2 separate regions of the Gossypium hirsutum genome follow, and region 1 is linked to region 2. A link is a contact called in public Hi-C data. All regions are on one chromosome and are shown on one strand. The core of a region is the stretch at or near the end of the contact, and the rest is flanking DNA. Distances in the headings are between cores, read along the strand shown. Region 1 holds the start of LOC107948640. Region 2 holds the start of LOC107943253 (NAC domain-containing protein JA2L).

Region 1 (2,919 bases), core at 135-2,634, 140 kb before region 2:
ACCTTTAACAGAAGAACTATTTTACTCTTTGATCTAAAGTACAGGTACTAACTTGCCCATTTTTTAAGTAGAAGAGGCAAAATACAATCTGACTCATAGTACAAGAACCTTCATGAGACTTTTACCCTTTGATTATTTATTAGAATACTAGAAGGTGTTAGAAGATCAGCTATCATACTTTATATTAAACTATCATATAGGGTACAATAAACAAAAAGCAAGATCTTGAAGCTTGGTTGTCAATAATTTAGTCAACATCACCGATTAGATCATAAAATATTGTTTCAAAAGATGAAACAGTTTGGCTTCTAAATCTAGCAAAGACTAGTTCTTCCATTAGACCCTGGGGTGAAAAGCCAATGTGATGGGGTAAATTTATAAAAGTTTGGGGTTCAAAAAGCTAAAGAATTTATAAAAGTTCTGTATTAAAATGGCTTAATTGATTTTTTAACTTTTTGAAAGGAGCAAAAATGTAAAATTTCAATCTAACAAAGGGATTAAATTGAATTATTAACATTTTGGTGCGGCTAAAGTTAAAGTTGCACAATTTAACCAAGGGGACCAGGCACCTTTTTTAAGTTAGTGACAGAGGATAAAAACCATAAACTCAGATCTACTATTTTTATAGAAATTCAGCTGAGATCTGGTGAAGTTCATACACAATTGAGAATTATAAAAATGATGAAATCAATTTCCGTTACTATTTGATTAGCAGAAAGAGAATACATATATATGTATGTGTATGTGTATGTGTATGTGTATGTGTATGTGTATGTGTATATATACAGACACACAAAAGATCAAGCTTGAATACAGTGTTTCTTTTCTTTCCCAGAAAATTCTTACATGAAACAAAAAACCCAGAAAGCTAAAATCAAGATTTACCGCTTTTTTTCAAACAAAAGGACTCACTTTCTTTCATTTTCCTTCGATTTCCAGGAAAAAAAAGGTTGCAAACTTTCAGTATACCCAGAAATCGTATGAACTAATTGTGAACCAAAACAACCAAATCCATAAAAGAAAGTGAAGGGGAAAGTTAGCAAACTTACAGTGCTTCTTCTTTGCTCAGCTGCAACAGCTAAACCAAAAGCAATGAGATCAAGAACAAATACAGCAATCAAAAGAAGCTTAGAAGCCATGGATGAATATATGGAAAGCTAAGTTGAAGAACCCCAAACAAAGGCTTCTTCTATTTTTCCTTTTGCTTTGTTCTTTCTCTTCTTCAAACTCCCCTTGTAGCTAAATATACAGAAAAAACACTATATTATTGAACAAGCAAGGCAAATGATTAAATTTGAAGAAAAAATATGTATTTTTTAAAAAATGTAATTTCAATAAGAAACTGACACATCACCTTAACTTTGAAAATGTGTTTTCACCCTCTTTGTCAAAAGAAAAAGAAAAAAAATTATTTATTTCGATTTTATATATTAATATTTAAAAAAATTATAATGACAAATTTAGTTCATAATATTTATATATTCTGTCAATTTGATTCTTATTTTTTTAATTAAATTAGATTATTAATTTTTTTAAAAATGTCAAATTATTTTTTTAACAAAAATATTGATTAAAATTTAATTCTTTTAACAATGTTGGTATGACAAGATATATGATAATTCACGTGTATTTTATGTTGATATAATATTATTTTTTTATATATTACATCGATAAATAATTTAAAAATTATAAAAAATTTAACCAAATAAAATATAAAATTAATTTAAAAAATAAGAACTAAATTAATAAAAAAAATTAAAATGCTAAATTTATTATTAAGAGAATAAAAATAGGTTGTAAATTACTGAAGGGATGCTTATTGGGAAAGCAAAGGCAGTTGGGAGGGGAATTTTAGGAGGGTTCAAGAAAGGGAATAAATACCCGCTATAATTAACTGCCTTTTTTGGAAGCCCTGGGCGTACAACATTTTGCAGCATGAGGTACCAACATCTACAGCTTGTATTGCACGAAACGGAAAGGGTGATTCCATTGTTCATGACGAAGAATTGATACCCACTAAAATAGAAGTATGTTTTGTTTTTCAATTTTAAATTAAATTAGAAAACATCTTTTCTCATTCCAAAAATTTAATGAATTTTGATGATTATTATGTTTTAATTATTTAATTTTAAAAAATTACAAAATAATTATTAAACTATTCGAAAGATTTCATTTAAGTCATTAAGCTGTTAAGTTTTTTTTTTAATTTATCTAGTAAGCTCCAATAGATGATTCGACTATCAGTACAGTGAATCAATACCCATTGGTGCGTAGAATAGAATATCCTAAATCTAAGTAGTCCTAATGGTTAGTATTAGAGATCAGAGAAGAAAATTATTTGGATTTTAACTCACAAATTTGTAACGTTCAAAACTATTTAATAAAAAAAAAAGTTAATTGTAGAAGAGAAGGGGAATGAAAGAGCTTTTGATTTGTGTAATTGGTGTAAATAGAGAATGTCATATAGCGATTTTACAACCTAACAACTTAAATGAAAACTTGTTAAAATTGTTGAAATTGAATAACCAAAATATAAATTTACTAATAATTTAGTGACCTTTGAGTATAATTTACCTATTTTTTTATTTTACAAAATATAGATTTAACAAAAAGTAATTCTTTAAGATAATCACCTCCCCACGAGATTTAAATAAAAAGATAAATACACTTTAACGCGCTCGAAATTATATTCTTTTATTTTGACAATAATGTCAATATTAACTAAGTTAAGATCCAATCAATAATAAATTACTATATTTATTTCTTTAAATAAATATAATTAAATAAATATTAAAATTTTATGTATATAATTAAAATATTTTATGTGTAAATTACATTAAATTTAAATTGATATATAAAATTATTTATTTATTATTATAGACAGTATTGATTGTATATTTAATATTGTCTTCATCGTAA
Region 2 (3,182 bases), core at 328-2,827:
ATAATAATTTATGTATATCAAAACAAAAATGTTTAAAAATACATTAAAATTAAGCTTTGGTTGAGTGGTGAATTTATTTATTTTTAATTTAATTAGTGCAAATTCAAATCTCACCATATGTATATTTTAATTAATTTTTATTAAAATAAAAAGACTAAAAAATCTTCAAATAATATAATTTTTTATAATTACGAAAGGTCAATTTCATAATTTTCTGACTAAATTGATGACTCGATTGAGAATAACATCGATTAAGTGAGAGGCTTAATAAATAATATATTAGTTATATATTATGTGAAATGGTTAATAATGTAATGATGAATTATTTGCATGGCTTAAGGTCTTATTGATACAAAGTTTGGTTTAGATTTATACAACACCTTCAAATTATTACTTTTTAAATATATACATTAGATTTTATCACATTCATAATTTAATTGAAAGAAAAAAAATATTAATAATTAAGTTATAAGTGAAATAATAAAGTGACATTTAAATATATTTTAGGTTTGGTTTGATTTTTAGATATTACATTTTAATTGTTTTATTTAAATATTTTATATAAATATTTTAAAAATATGAAAACAATCCTTTATTAAAAGAGAGTTTTTTAAGTAATTTTCTAACTGAATCAATATTGAGTTAATTCGTTACATCAACTTAACAAAACTCTTTAAATAAATATAAAAGAGTATTTTGAATACATTTTAACATATAAAAATTAAAAAAAAAGTATTATATAAACTAGATTTTGTTACACCTAGGGTGAAAAAAATTTCTTTTAATTTTTTTTCAATAATGAATATAAATAGAGTGATAATAAACTTATATTTTAATGCAATTGAACACGTGTTCGATTTTTAGATTTTTAATTTTTATTTAAAAATAATATAAAATTATGAAAAGACAAAAATATCATTATAATAAAATTATTTATAATTTAAAAGAAAACATATTTCTATATTTTTATAATTAAGTTAGTAATCCAATTAGAAGTGTCACAAATTCAATAAAAAAGTTAAAATAATAATATAGATATATAACATAAAAAAAGTAATCATTTTTTTAAATTTCTTTGAGTTTATGAATTTTAAGCAATTTTAAGGTATGTATCAAATATTTTTAATTTATATTAATAAATAGTTGGATGCGATGGTGAGTTACATTACGCTCTCAATAGAAGAATTTAAATTTAAACTTTAAAAATAATATTATTAAAAAGAATAATTATAAACTTAAACATAAATTACAAAACCGACATGAAGAATATAAAAAAAACTAATAAATTACATGAATTTTAGTTGCTGGACAATTTAGGGGGTGAAGCAAAATAAAATGGGAAAAGGACACGTGTCTAAAGAACTGATGACTCACTTTTGTAAATTTTCGTGATGGTTCATGCACCCTCTTGGTCGGATAAGGTCGGCCGCTTGATGATAGGCACGTGGCATTCTTTCAATGGTGATAAAAATAAAAGTGGGTCGCATTTAGAAAAAAAAAAACAACGAGACAAGGACGTCCGTACTTTCTCACACTCACTTTTTAATAACTATCCATTTTCTCTTCTATTTAAATACCTTTCCAACCCCCCAATCTCTAATAGAAAATAGAAAAAAAAAAAAAACATTTTTTTAATTTTTCTTATTCTATTTATCTCTCTAGCTAAAACAAACTACTCTTTAATTTTCTGTTTGGTTGTCGAGAAAATTTTGAAGCATGGGAGTCCCGGAAACTGATCCATTGGCTCAATTGAGCTTACCACCGGGGTTTCGGTTTTATCCGACGGATGAAGAGCTTTTAGTACAATATTTATGCAGGAAAGTTGCAGGGCATCATTTTTCTCTACAAATCATTGCTGAAATTGATTTATACAAATTTGATCCATGGGTTTTACCAAGTAAGTTCAACCAAATGGTTTACCTTTTCTTTCCTGTTTGGCTTATTATGAAATGTTATTTCTTTGGCTAATCAATGTATATTATTATTTTTCATAGGTAAAGCTATATTCGGTGAAAAAGAATGGTATTTTTTTAGTCCGAGAGATCGAAAGTATCCGAACGGGTCACGACCCAATAGAGTCGCCGGTTCCGGGTATTGGAAAGCTACCGGAACCGATAAAGTTATCACGACCGATGGCCGAAAAGTTGGTATCAAGAAAGCTCTGGTTTTTTACGTTGGAAAAGCACCTAAAGGGACTAAAACGAATTGGATTATGCATGAATATAGATTGTTGGAAACTTCCCGTAAAAATGGTAGCTCCAAGGTAATTTTACTTCATTATTTCTAAACCTTTTAGCTCGTATACCTCCAACATCATTCAAGCATATATATAGTTATTATATAATAATAATTACAACCCGACTCAGAATTCGATTCAGAATTCAACTCGATTACTCAACCTATATAATAAAATTCTAATGCACGGGATTAGAGGTTTCTTATTCCTCTCTGTTTCTGGTTTTCTGCTCTTGGAAAATGAAACCACTCAACTCCATCTTATTTCATAACCGTTGATCGAGTGTATCAACAATAGTAAATGGAATATGATTAATTTTTCAAATTTTAATATTTTCAAAGAATTTTTTCCTTTTTTTTTAATTATTATGTCATCCGTTTTTTTAAAAAACTCTTTTTTAATATATAAAATATATATATATATATAAATTTGGGTTTTCCTAAAATTTTTAATAAATAATAATAATTTAGAAGATATTCATTATCAATCATGTGTGCAGAATAATACAATCGCTTGAAGAATTATTTTTTAATTTAATTTGATTTATTTGTTGTAGTTGGATGATTGGGTATTATGTAGAATTTACAAGAAGAATTCAAGTGCTCAAAAATCATTATCATGTGTTTCAAGCAAAGAGCATAGTAACAATGGCTCTTCTTCTTCTTCTTCCCAACTCGACGATATGCTTGAGTCATTCCCCGAGTTACACGATCGTTACTTTGCTTTGCCTCGGATGAACTCGTTGAAGACACTTCAAAACGATGACAAAACGGGGTTTCACAATCTGGGCAGTGGGAATTTAGATTGGGCGAGTCTTGCAGGGCTTAACTCGGTGCCTGAGTCTGTTCCCAGTGGACAAACTCAGACTCAGGGGATTCAAAGTTATGTAAATAATGACCTGTATGTACCCACGATGCCGCCTACGCTAACCCAGATGGATATGTCA

Evidence for each region. Hi-C and Micro-C count contacts between places; a contact is called where the count stands out from the background.
Region 1: a Hi-C map of leaf shows a contact between it and region 2, with 2.1 times the contacts expected there. The contact joins the promoter of LOC107948640 here to the promoter of LOC107943253 in region 2. A contact is called at or near these places in 2 of 34 Hi-C or Micro-C datasets (leaf and petal).

What each region holds. Positions count from the first base shown.
Region 1 is chrA04:5,801,622-5,804,540 of Gossypium_hirsutum_v2.1, reverse strand. LOC107948640 reads right to left here and starts at 1,384. Exons shown (of 3, transcript XM_016883262.2): 1 at 1,050-1,384. The coding sequence starts at 1,139.
Region 2 is chrA04:5,662,442-5,665,623 of Gossypium_hirsutum_v2.1, reverse strand. It overlaps LOC107943253 (NAC domain-containing protein JA2L), which reads left to right and starts at 1,577. Exons shown (of 3, transcript XM_016877000.2): 1 at 1,577-1,897; 2 at 1,995-2,263; 3 at 2,793-3,182. The coding sequence starts at 1,717.